2 separate regions of the Gossypium hirsutum genome follow, and region 2 is linked to region 1. Evidence: chromatin contacts called from public Hi-C data. All regions are on one chromosome and are shown on one strand. The core of a region is the stretch at or near the end of the contact, and the rest is flanking DNA. Distances in the headings are between cores, read along the strand shown. Region 1 has its middle 29 kb from the start of LOC107946298. Region 2 holds the start of LOC107946301 (protein indeterminate-domain 4, chloroplastic).

What was found. A called contact is a pair of places that touch in the nucleus more often than the background predicts.
Region 2: a Hi-C map of leaf shows a contact between it and region 1, with 2.2 times the contacts expected there. The contact joins the promoter of LOC107946301 here to the enhancer-like site in region 1. A contact is called at or near these places in 9 of 34 Hi-C or Micro-C datasets (callus, hypocotyl, leaf and 3 more).

The regions. Positions count from the first base shown.
Region 1 is chrD12:48,940,007-48,946,780 of Gossypium_hirsutum_v2.1, reverse strand. No RefSeq gene overlaps it. Among protein-coding and RNA genes, the nearest start is that of LOC107946298, 29 kb to the right of the region's middle. Within about 2 kb of position 4,025, at least 3 of the 9 cell types and tissues checked have an H3K27ac peak or open chromatin away from gene starts, as enhancers often do. A contact at or near this core is called in hypocotyl and leaf, where this site is marked.
Region 2 is chrD12:48,993,559-49,000,332 of Gossypium_hirsutum_v2.1, reverse strand. It overlaps LOC107946301 (protein indeterminate-domain 4, chloroplastic), which reads right to left and starts at 3,315. Exons shown (of 4, transcript XM_016880559.2): 1 at 3,080-3,315; 2 at 2,606-2,864; 3 at 1,948-2,344; 4 at 1-907. The coding sequence starts at 2,762.

The DNA.
Region 1 (6,774 bases), core at 2,776-5,275:
CTATTGGTTGTATTTTTTTCCAACAAAAGCTTAAGTTGTTTATTGCTAGATTTGATTTTTAAGATTTTTTATATAAAAATAATAACTTTAAATTCCTTTAACCAAATTTGCAAGTATTTATTTAATTATACTTAAAATATTTTCTAGTGTTATAAAACTCAAAACATGTTTCCAGAACACATTAGACACTTGCAAAAAAATTTAAGTACTCTTATGATCTTTAAAAAGTATTTCTTTCAAACATGTTTCTAAACATTATAGGTATTAATACCCCTCAAATAGTATCTAACAAAGCTTTTTAGAGATGTATGGTAGTGAGACTTACTAGGAAAATCTCAATACTTAGCAACCAAGTATCGATACTTAGGCTTGCAAGTCTTGAGACTTTGAAAGTTTGTAGCCATAGCTATATTTAGAGGAACATGGTATCAAGACCTATTCTTCAAGTCCCGAGACCTACTCTAGATTGCTTGAGACCTATTTTGAAGGTATCGAGACTCATGATCTTCTAACAAATGTTTTTCAACAAAGTACTGAGACCACCCTGGTAAGTATTGACCTTTGGCTCTGTAACCTACATTTCATGACCATAAATAATTCTCCCAATAGCTAGAAACTCCCTCCAACATCTCCAAACATCTACAAATCAATGAAAGGGTATAAAATAACACTTCAAGTAAGACAAGAATCAAGCTTACAAAGAGCAAAGAGCAAAAATTCAAAACTTTCATTTGTTACACTTCTATTTCATTCAAAAATCACTTCTTGGTTTTACTTGTATTTCTTTGCACAAGTGTATTGTTATATTTGTAAGAGCAATCATTTCATATTTACCTTTGAGAGGTTTCATATTCATTCTTATTTCATTTCTCTTTTCGAGAAGTTGCCCAATGTTTTTAGGTAGAAAACCTTAAGGGGTAGTGGTGTTATTTTATCAAGTTAAAAGATAGAGATTATGTAAAAGTTATACCTTTTCTTAAAAAGGTACCAATTAGTGAATTGGAAAAAATCCTTAGCTGAGGAAAGCTAAAGTAGTGGAGGTAGGCAATTAAAGTAAATCATTCTAAAATTCTTGTGTCATCTTTGGTGCTTTCATTTTCTTAAAATTTTAAACACTAATTCACCTTCCCTCTTGGTGTAATTTGAGCTCTATACCCCTAGCTCAATATATTGTTTCATGGGAGTATTACGTTGTACAGTGGGATTCTCCACCCCTTGAGGTTGCAGTTGTCGGTTCCCTCCAACAAGATCTAGTTGGTTCAAGTAGTTTTGATAATATCTAGGTGGTTGCTCTAGCTAAGGTTGCTGGTAGTATTCTCTTTGGCCACATGATTAGCCATATTGGTTGTAAGCAACATAATGTTGGTACTCCACCCTTGGTTGTTGCTAATGGCATTGCTCATAACAATAATTGTACAATAATACTCCCATTGATTGTATTAGTTGTCTCCATATCCATACTTGGTAGGTTTTTTTTTTTTTTTGCACTTCTAAGATGTGTTGGGTCAATTAAGCCGTAGCTTTCATCTAGATTCCCACAGCCATTACTAACAAATAAGTTATACAAGGTATTGGGGTTAACAATAGCGGTGATTCACACCGCGTATACTGTGAAAGTCATTAAGGGTGGAGGTTTGAGGTGGTATTTTGGTAGAGTGGTAGCTAATGGTTAATGTTCATATCACCCTTTTGATCCTGGGAAAGAAGATATTTATAAGAGGATGAGGGTTTAGAGCAAATCCATCCTACCATCATGACTTCCTTAGTAGAGTCCAATTTAGACCTACATTAGAGTATGGCCTAAATGTAATCTAATGTGAGGTTGACAAACTTGAGAAATTAGAAATATTAATGAGATTAGATCTAATGTAACGCTTGTCTTTGATAGCATTGTGGCGATGCTTTCTCTCTGTGACAAGGGGCAAAGATATTCAAGTGTAGGGTACAAGATAAAGTATAGATAATATCATGTGTGTGAATGTACTTTAAAATTGTCAAAAATAAAAATAATTATATAGGTAAACACAAAACAACCTTGATTATTATGACACTAAAGGAAATTGTACATTTACAACAACCATTTCAAATATATATCTTAGAAAGAGTTAGTATTATAATCAATACATTCAAATGAGTATAATCAAAGTCAAATTATTATAATAAATTATTAGATTAATAATCAGAATATATCTAAACAAATCCATTAATAAACTAACATAAATCTAAAAGTTACCCATGGTGAGACTTGAATAAGCCTCCTTCTTATTAGTAAGTAAATGCACAAACAAAAAAAATTAATAATCGAAATATTTTGATATCTAAACAAAAATAAATTTAGATAAGATTCACATGTAGTGAGATTTAAATTAAAATAATATTTAAATTAAGAACTCACTGGATTGAAAATCTCACCCTTTACCAACATTTCTAAAAGTTAATTCACTAAAAAATATTAAGTGAAGCAATAACATTAAATAGAAGTTAACATGTCATTAATCCAAATTATTATATTTGGTAATTATGTTCTCTCTAGTTATGACTTTACGCCAACTACATCATTTGAAGAAAAAGAAGCACCGTATCAAATTGAAAAAGAAAAACCTTATTACGAACGAGTTTATTTGTATTTATTTTCTTTTTAACATAATGGAATAAGGTTTTGTTTTTTTATAATATGTATGTAAGTTGAAAATATAAAAGATTTACTTTGAAATTAAGATTGTGTTTCTCCCTCAAGTTTAAATTATTTTAAGCAATTCAACATCACATCTTCTTCATTTTAAGATCAAACAAAAGAAGATTTCCAACTCTTCAATTTTCTACTAAATAATTTTTCTAAAATTACTGTTTTGAGGGTTTATTCAAAATCTTACATTCTAATATATTTGTTCTATTTATAGAGAATTTGATTGATTTAGTGTCACCTTTCAATCAAGTTTTAACTCAAATGGTAAATTATAAAAAAAAATTCTTTAACAAAACAAAAATCATTATTTTAACAAAATAATAAATATTATTTTAAAGATATTTTTATCTTTATAATATAAATTTATATTATGATATTTAAACTCAATTTTTTTTATAAAATTTACTTTTCATCTTAATCATTCTAACCAAAATTATATTTAATTTTTGTGTTAATTTTCAATAATTTATTGCAAAATATAAAAACTTGATTGTTGCCCTTTTGTATGTTTCTTTTATGAAAATAAACAACTGGATAATAAAAATACCTTGATTATTTAAAGGATAATTATGATCAAAGTTAACAAAAAAATTATATAAGCTTTTAATTTCAATTCTTCATTAAATATATATATATAATTTGAAGAAAATAATTTTACAAATTTTATTGGGATTAATTATGAAATTTGCTCCCATGCACACAACATACATTCCAAATTGAAAAATTTTAATATATTCATTTTAGTATTCTCTTATTAATATTACACCATGGTTGACGTATACTACTTGTATTTGAAGTTATTAATATAAACTTATAATAATATTAAATTATCACATCAAACAAAATTCTCTCACATCAAAGTTTTGGATTATAAAAACACCATGAGGTCAATTCAGTGGGGTCTTGAAATCTTCTTCCAAGGATACACTTCACACTAATTATTTTTCCTTTGAATTTGATTAAAATATAAGAAAAATTGCGATTCAAAAGGAACCCAAATTTAATGTGAACTCAAATATGTAAGAAATAAATGAAATGTTAATTATTGCTCATGATATGGCTTTAACTCATACATAGAAAGAAAATTGCAATAAAAACAGGAAATCAAAAGGAGTAATTTTTATCTAAATTCAAACTTTCAAGATACTATTATTGAAAAAAAATAGAATATAAAATATATATTAATAATAATAAAGGGGTGAGTTGCAGGGAAAAAAAAGTGGGTCATAAATATTATGTAATAATAAAGAGTTTTAGCAGTTCGTAGGACCCAATTAATGTCCTACGGTGGAGTGACAATGAAAGTAAGCCCCCAAAAGAAATGACATAACTTTTAAATCTTCTTCTTCTTCTAGGAAGTACAGGGAAAGTGGGACAGTGGGATCCTAATCCCCCACTCTAACATGGAGAATCCTTTTTCAGCATGTCAACCCTTCTTTCCTCCTCTCTTTCCCTTTTGTCTCTTTCCTCCCATATTCCTTTTCCTATGTTATATTATCTCCTCTCCCTACTTAATATTAGATTGTTAATATTCTTGATGATGATGAATAAAGTAATACCACGAGAAGAAATTTTCGGATCAATTACAAAAATATCACGTGCCAAGTTAAAATTATTATAAGTCAAGCTAAAATTATCATGGGTGAATGTAACACCCCAAAATATATAGGGTTAGAATTATTAAATCATCAAGAAATGGCTTAATTTTGATGGTTATGTAGCTAGAATAATTCTTAAGAAATCCTAAGTTCAAACCCTATTCTTTCCATTTTCTTCTAAGTTTTTTCAACAACTAAAAAACAAAATTGGACTAAGATATTTCTTAGTTTTGGTAAAAATATATCAAGTGTGAGCAATAGTTTAGATGGCAAGTCCTTTACATCTCTCTCTTACTTCTTAGGTTTAAGTCATGCCACTCTCTCTCCTCATTTCTTTTTGGATGGCAATAAGAGTTATTCCTAATCAGCCCCTCCAATTTTGGAAACCTTATGTATTTAATTTCTTTTCCTAATTATAAGTTGATTTTAAATTTCTCTTTACCCCTAAATAGAATTTTTCTCTCTTCTCTTTAAATTTATCTTTTTCTTTTATTTCTCATTTTTCTTCCCACAAAGATTTTACATTTGTTGTTGGAAAATTAACTTCTTGAAATCCCAAATCAAAAACAATTATCAATTTAACATGTTTTTCCACCGGTTGTTGATTTATCGTCAATCACCTTCTAAATCTCATTGAAAGATCAGTAAGTATTCTTAATCCAATCAATAGAAACCATAAAATTTTAAATTTCATTGTTTTTGTCAATCTTCCAAACTCGTTTACTAATCTTTTTCAATCTTTGTCGAAAAATCTTGATAATCTTGAAATTTGTCATTAATCTTTGTGTTTTTGTTGGTTGAAAGACTCGTTGTAGGTATCCTGGATCAGATTTGGACGTGAAGATTGTCGTTCGAGAATCTAATGTCAAGTGTGTGTTCTTTTACGAGAAAATCGAGACAAAGCAGAGCTTAGGATAGACCACGCGGCCAACCACACGGGTGTGTGGCTCGCCTGAGTGGACCACATAGCCCCATCACACGGTCATGTCCCTCAAAAACCCTAGGTTTTTCGCGTCTCACATGGTCGTGTCTTCTCTGTAGGTTGAAATTTTGAATGCCACACGACCACAGTCTCTCATATGGCCTAGCCACACAGTCGTGTACCTCCTCTACACGGCCCAAGGCTTCCCACACGGTCTAATCACACAGCCATGTGTCCCCTAGAACCAAGAATTTATAGTTTAGACCCACAATTTTATGTTTTGATCAGATTAGTCCCTAAGTAAGTTCTGAACTAGTTTAATGATTAAATTATGCAATTAGGTCCCTAATAAATTAAATATGTTAGATTCCTTGATTGATCGAATTAATTTGGTAATTAATTGCTTTTATATATATTTGCATAAATTATGAATAATATATGTTACTATTCTATCTATATACTTGCAATCGTATGATCGACATGCCCTATATTACTGCTAAATTGAATACATGAAAAACATGATTTTGTTACTGATTTGCCATGTGTTACTACATTAAATGTCACCATATGATATTTGTATTAAATTTGCTACATTGCATTGCATGGGATAGGACAATATGATCGGAGGAAGTATTGGCAGTATATCTGCATTTATTTTTGCTGTTTACCCACAGCCATAACAAATTCCACCTGCGATGTTTTGTTGTGCATTCACAACCCTTTGACAATTATCATCTGCAAGCATGTAGTGCTTCCACAGCCATTGACAGATTTTATCTGTAATATTTTGTTATGTACCCACAGCCATATGCAGATTCCATCTGCGACATTTTGTTTTGTGTCCACAGCCATTGGCAGTAAAATTGCAAACTATTGGTGGTTAATCCACAATTTGGTATGTTAGTGGTTAGAGTTTTGGGGAACTCCCATTGTGGTATGCAGCAGTGGGGTAGGATCTTTTTTGTTAAAAACCCGAAACTGTATGGCATCTTTTAAATCATGTACATACAAATTTGGAAATTATATTACGATACATGTATGCATGAAAATATGATTATATATGTATATTGTGGGAAAATTTTGAATTTTTGGTTATTCTGATATCTGCTATTATGAGTTCCGTTATATGTTAATAATGGTTGCATTGAAGATAACAATACTCTGAACTAATATTTGATTATGAATATTTTATACTATATTATTTAATATGTCTTACCAACTATTTGCAATGATTTCCTTGTGATGGAACTCACACTGAGCGTCATAGCTCACTCCCCATTAAATTTTTATCCTTATAGATAACTCACTAGGTTAGGACGCTGCATCCGAAGGATTTCAGGTCGGATTTGTTAAAATATTTCTAGACATTTTATATTTTATTATTCAGAGATTGTAGTATCATTTTATTTCGAACTGTGGCATGTGACTTAGGATCATATTATATGATTATTTTATCTCTAAATTAATAAGAAATAAATACTAAATAAAAGAGTTTAATTCTTGTAGAACACTCAAATGAAGAAGTTAAATTTTACAAAAACTCTCTGTTGTTGAGGTGATCAGCACTA
Region 2 (6,774 bases), core at 2,066-4,565, 54 kb before region 1:
GTTATTGCTATGATGTTCCACTGTCATCCCATTTCCGGTGAACCCTCCGAAGTTGCTATGATCTTGTCCGAAAATGGAGGAGTTACCATTTGCAAGAGAGTTCATTAGTCCTTGAAGATTGCTATCATTCTCCATCTGTGATCTTAGACTGCCACCACTCTCGAAATTGTTAGGGGCAAAAACTTGTCTGTCGGATTTGACCCCACTAGACGAAGAACTCCCCAATCCCCGTAGCAATGAGCAAGTGTTGTTGCTTGTAGTTGAACCCATTTGAGCAGCTTTTTGAAGCAATGCAGTTGCCGACATGTTTGGAGAAACGTTCTCATGTTGCATTGAACTACTGCTATAAAGAGAGGCCATCCCCGAACCAACCTGCACATCACCCATGTTAAACTGATTACCGCTTAAAAATCCGGAATTCGAAGCTCCGCCGTTTTCGCCGGTACTTATGCTGCTTGCACCACTGTTGCTGGGGAAGAAGCCTAAATTGAAAAGACTGGCGGAATTGGGCGCCGTACTGTTAGTATTGCCTTGAAGGTCCGGAAGTTGCATAAGACCATGTAAGGGTTTGTTTATGTATGGTCCATTTCCATGATGAGATTGATGTTCTGGGAGAAAACCTTGGTTCGCCGCATCCCCCATGAAGAACGCCGGCATGTTCTGCAATGAAGAAGGATTGGATGGGGGACTGTTGAGGTGCTCGAACTTTGCGACTCCAGTGCCGCTTCCCAACCGCAACATGTTGCTTGTTAATGGTTGATTCTGGGATAATCCTAAGCTCATTTGATGATGATTACCTCCAAATATATGATGGCTTCCGATTGGGGTTAAGTTATTGGTGGGGTGCCTTGCAGTTTCTTGAGCCAATGCATCGCAGAAGGCCCGATGGGTGATGAAACTATCACGTCTGCAACAAAGATATCATATATAAATGAGAGGAAAATTGAACAAATATATATATATATATATGAGAAGAAAAGTTGTTAATAAACTTCCATTAATGAAAACCAAGGTTGAAAAATCAAGCCTTTTCTTTTTAATCGTTTTTACCATTTTAAGAAGAAGGTGCTTCTTAAATGAATTGAGGGAATCATTTCCCAATTGATGAAATTCTGCAGTAAATGAAAAACATAATAAAAAGAAGAAAGAAAACCCTGAAAAAGTTGTCTATTATTCATGGAAGGAATATTTTTCCATAACTATGAAAGCCATTAACAAATGACAAAAACAGTTTCAGGCTTGGCCCAATATTTTCACCAATAAGATAATTTGAATAAAATGACCGGTAAAAAGCACAAATTATATATATATATATTTTCCCTCTTGTTCTCCAGATATAAAATTGCTGCATGAAAGAATCAAGAATTTCCACAAATTGCTCAACAAGAGAGTGACAGAAATGAGAATTGCCCCACACAGGCAAGAACCCTAACGTTTAAACAATGGCAGTAAAACATAAATATATACATACATATAAATAAATATATATGTGTAACACTCATCACATGAGAACAAATCCAGCAACAATAGACTTCATGACAGCGTATGAATTAACAACACGTGAATATGAAAAAGATGAAAGGCGATGTTACCAAGGGAGAAATGAAGAATTAAAATTTTTACTAATTTTGTTTGGTTGCCAAGAATCCTTATCAGCCATGGCAGTTTCGCAGATTATTGTTCACGTGCAACCAGTTTTTTTTTTTTTTAAAGAGTTTAAAGTGAAGAACTAGAAGAAGGGGAGAGAGAGAGAGAGAGAGCTAATCTATAGATAAGTAATCCAAAAAGGTGAAACAAAAGAACAGGCTTTATCACTGCCCAACTCCCAGTCCCCAAATCTTTCTCAAACAAATATTTTGCTCTCATGATAGCTTGGTTTGTCAACTTTGATAACCTCAGAGAAAGAAAAGTTTATGTTAATGATTAAGGGAAGGATAAAAAAATTACCTTGAGAAGAGAGTGCCACAGTCACATCTGTACTCCCTCGTGCCGCAAGTCTTAGAATGAGCTTTCCAATCAGATTGCACGGCATACCTCTTGGAACACTTCTCACACTTCCATTTCTTCTCCCCATGTTTTCTCGAGTAATGCTTTTTGATGCCCGTAAGGTCCCCAAGTGCCCTCGAGGGTTCATGGTGGACGCATGTGGGTTCAGGGCAAAGATAAACCTTCTTCTTCACTTCTTTTGTGCTCTTCTGCTTTAGCTTCCATGGCAGATTGTGTCCTCTTCTATGGAGCTGTAAATTCTGCTCCCTCTGAAACCCTTTGTTGCATACCTCACAGATGAATCTGTTGGTTGCCATTAAAGACTTGGGAGATAGTGCTATCACTTCCACATCTGGATCTGCTTGGTTTCATAAATGACAAAACCAAAAAAGAACCCAAGAAAATTTGGGGGAAAAGACAATAAATTTAGAAAAAAAAAACCCAGAATAAATTATGATGAAAGCTGACCAACTTTTGGATTAGGGTTCATTGGATTATCTTTAGTTTTTGAATTAAAAAAAATAAAAACTTGTTTCTTTATTGGCTTTACTCATAGGATAGATGTGGTAAAAGCCTAGAAAGAAAAAACATAAAGAGATGTATGTAAAGAGATACTTGCTTGGAGTTCCAGGTTGATTTCTCTTTTTCTTAGAGTGAGGTGCAGTGGTTGGAGCAGTTGAGGAAGTAGGTGCGGCGGATGATTGTTGTTTTATCATCGGGTTTTCATTTTCTGCGCTGTTTCCGAAGAAAGTTGCCGACGATGAAGCGGTGGCCATTCTCAACGATTATATAACCTTTTAACTCTTTGCTTGCTTCCTTGCTATCTTATCTTGTTTCTCAGCCCAAAACTAATGCAAACTTCTTAGAAACCACCAAACCTGGAATTCAAAAAATCAATCAAATTACCTCATAATTGAAAGAAAATAAACGGTTTGTGCCATAGGAAGGGGGGGTGGGAGGGATGGTTTGCATCCCCTTCAGCTCTCTTTTGAAAATCTTGCAAGGAATCAATAAAATAAGAAACAAGAAGACAAAAACCAGAGAAAAGGAAAAAATAATAATGAAAACTAGAGATAAAAAGCCCACAAAATACCAAGAAGGAAGTATCTAAGGAGACAGCAACAATCCGGAGTTGAAGAGAAAGAAAACAATCTAAATTATAGACTCCACATAATTTCTTCTTCAAATATTGTTGTTGATTTTTTTTTCTTATAAAATATATGACTTACACTTGCAAACTTGTGTTATTTCATGTCACATATATATGCATGTATGTATGAATGTATAGACACAAACAAATACATACATGTTTATCCCTTATGCTAGCCCCTCTCTCTCTCTTTCCTCTGGTGTATTCTTATGATAATTTATCTCATTTCTCAATCCTTTTTGTTCTACTTGTAGAATATAAAATTTCCCTTTCGTTTTTGGAACAAACAAAAAAAAATTCCTTTTGCTTCTTACTTTAAGAAATATATATACACATATTTTTTAAAAAAGAAATATAAATTTTCGAAACTTAAAGAGGATCGGATTTTACAAGCGGAGTTAGAATGATGACGGATATCTTATTTATTTCATTTTAGATTTTTAAATCTATTCAAAGGACACTTGTAATTCTTCTAACCGTACTTATGAAACTTTTATACCTCACAATAGTTATTAATTAAATTCATATTTAGTTTACAATACTTAAATAATAAAATATATTTATTTAAATTTAATTGCAAATTTATCAATAATAAAATTAAAATAAATCATTAAAATTTTCATATGTTTTAAATAATACAAATATACTTTTGAATCAAATCAAACCGATCAAATATCAAAACTAAACAAAAGAAAAATTTTTTAGTTAAACTCGAATCCTGTTCAACTTGACCCTACCTTTATCGAGAGGAGGTTGTTGAATCAACTCAAAGCAAAGCCATGCCAAACTAGATAAAGAAAATACTTTTTATTCAAATATGATCTGAACTCAATTCGACTTGATCCAACCTTTATTGGAAAAAAAAATGGTTGTTGAACCGAATCCAACCAAGCCTATATAAAAACTTGGCAAAGTACTTCTATTGGAAGAGATTATTATTGAATCGAATTAAATAGACCCTCATCAAAACTAAGAAAAAGTATACACCCTTTTTATTCAAACTCGATCTAAAATCTTATTCGATCGACTTTATTACTTCTATAGAAAAGGAGGTCGTTGAATCAAATCAAATCCACATTAAAACTAGATAAAAATTATTCGAGTCTAAATCTGATTCAACCAAATCTTAATTCTATTGAAGCGGAGGCTATTGAAATGAATAAAACTAAACCCATGCCAAAACTAAACACAAAAGTGAATTTTTGTTCAAACTTTATCCGAACTTAATTAGATTTAACCCCAATTCTATATATAAAAAAAAGAGTTGTTGAATGGAACAAAAATGAATGCATGTCAAAATTATCCCAAAAATTAAACTCGGTCCGAACTCAACATGACTCTATCTTTATCATAAAAAATTATTAAATCAAATAAACTAAATTTATATAAAAACTAAATAAAATAAAAATATTAAAATTCGATCCAAACCCGACCGGAGAAGGAGGTTGTTGGTATGAGGATTGATGCAGGAAAATGTGTCGTTATGCGGAGGGGCCACTAACATGCATGTAAGCCTTACCCTCTGCCCATCTCTCCTTCTCTTATTTCGTATCTTCTTACCAGCTTCAAGACAAAACCCTCTCTTTCCTCCTTAACGATGAATCAATTTCTTTAAACTGTTTACTGATTTTTTAAGTTACTGAACAACAGTTTATATAACCACTGCTAAAGGATTCAACTTGCTCTATTGAATAATTTTGCCATTCTGTCATCATAAATTGTGTTTCTTTTTTATCATTTAATCAACTTTATTTTATTTCAAATAAAATAGAATATAGTAATTTCTGTTTTGAGCTTTCATTAATAAATAATTTTCTATAATGCGAGCGAAACACGTCATAAAATATACAACTTTATTTATTTTCCATTTTTATTCTTAAACTCCCACTTATTACATTGACAATTCATTGATAAGAGGATAATACGTTTCAGCGCATTCAAACTTACGTCGTCCTACATTGACAATAATATCCTTACCAAATAAGTCTCAATTCAGAATGTAGAATTGGTTTTAGAATAACTAACATATGAGAAAACAAACTTTCGAACACTCGTACAAGAATGAGGCGAATGGATAAAGTAGTTTTTGCCCCACTCTAGTGTTATCCTTTAAAAAAAAGAAATGTTCTTTTTAATACAATTTTTTAATCTACTTTTAATTTTTTTTAAACCATAATTTATTACTAGAAAATCTAAATTTAAAAATAAGATATAATAAATAATAAAATGTAAAGTTTGAAACTGATTAATAATAACATATTAGATATGTGCTGTAAAAATAGAACGTCGGTAATGACAATATATCGCAAAGAAAAGAGAAATAAAAATAAAGAACACACAGATTTTTACGTGAAGACCCTTTCGGGAAAAAAATCATGGGCAGAGGAGAAGAAAATTCACTATGTCAAATTCAAATGATTACAAGAGGAATTTCGACTACATCTATTTATAGGTTGAAAAAACTTAATTCTAATCAAAGTCAAATATATTATGCTAATAAATGCTAAATATATTATACTCATAAATACAAACTCTTCTAGAAAGAAGATATATTTTGTTTAATTTGACTTGCAAGCAATCTCTTAGAATTTGGGTCACACAACTCTAACATGTGCGATATTAAAATAAATTAAATCATGAGTAAAACAAAATTTAAACATGTAAATACATCATATTAAGAATATTAAATACAATACAATTATTTATCGTGGTATTGTCATTAATCCAGAATTGGTGTCAAGTTAATTTGTGACACCAATTTAATCAACAATATTATTAATAGAAAATTCTATCACACATGTACGCATATGAAAACTATGTATTTAAAACACAAAGGCCTATTTAAATTGCAACACCAACTCAATCAATAATGTTATCAATATATTTTAATTGATGGGATAATAAAGTTTGCATAATACAATTAAAATGTAAATATTATATTAAAATAAAATATTGATTTAGTGATAAAGTTAATGTTTTAATTGATGTAAATAACAAGTTCAAATCTAGCCACTTGCAATTTTTTTATTAGATTTTTTAAAATATAAAAAAATTAAAATATCCTCGAATAATATAATTTATTTTAATTATGAAATGACATATATACAAATATATAAAAATTTTATATAACAAACATACTTATATATTAAAGTTTCATTAAAAATTAAAAATTATTTTAGTTCAAAGGGTAAAAGAATTAAAAATTAAAAATTGTTTTAGTTTAAAGGGTAAAAGAAAAAGAATTATATGCATATTTCATTATTGATAAATTCTTATTTTTATTTATAAAAACATAAGAAGTCAAAAACACCCACAAAAGCATTTAACTTAATTTGTAAATAAAATAATTTTTTTGATAATTCTCTAATTAAGGTTTAGGTTATAAAAAAGATTAATGAGTGACACCAATTTAATAAAAAATATTTATAAATAGTATAAATATTCATTTAATATGTATATTAGGTTTTTAAGAATTCATAACTTCCAAAAAAATTTTAGGTCAATAATTTTTTTTATTAAAAGTGATATTTTAAAAATATTATAATTAACTATTATTTTTAAAAATTAAAATGATAATTATATTCATAATTTGTTATACTCAAACATTTCCTAATCTATTTTTCAAAATTTTTAAATTC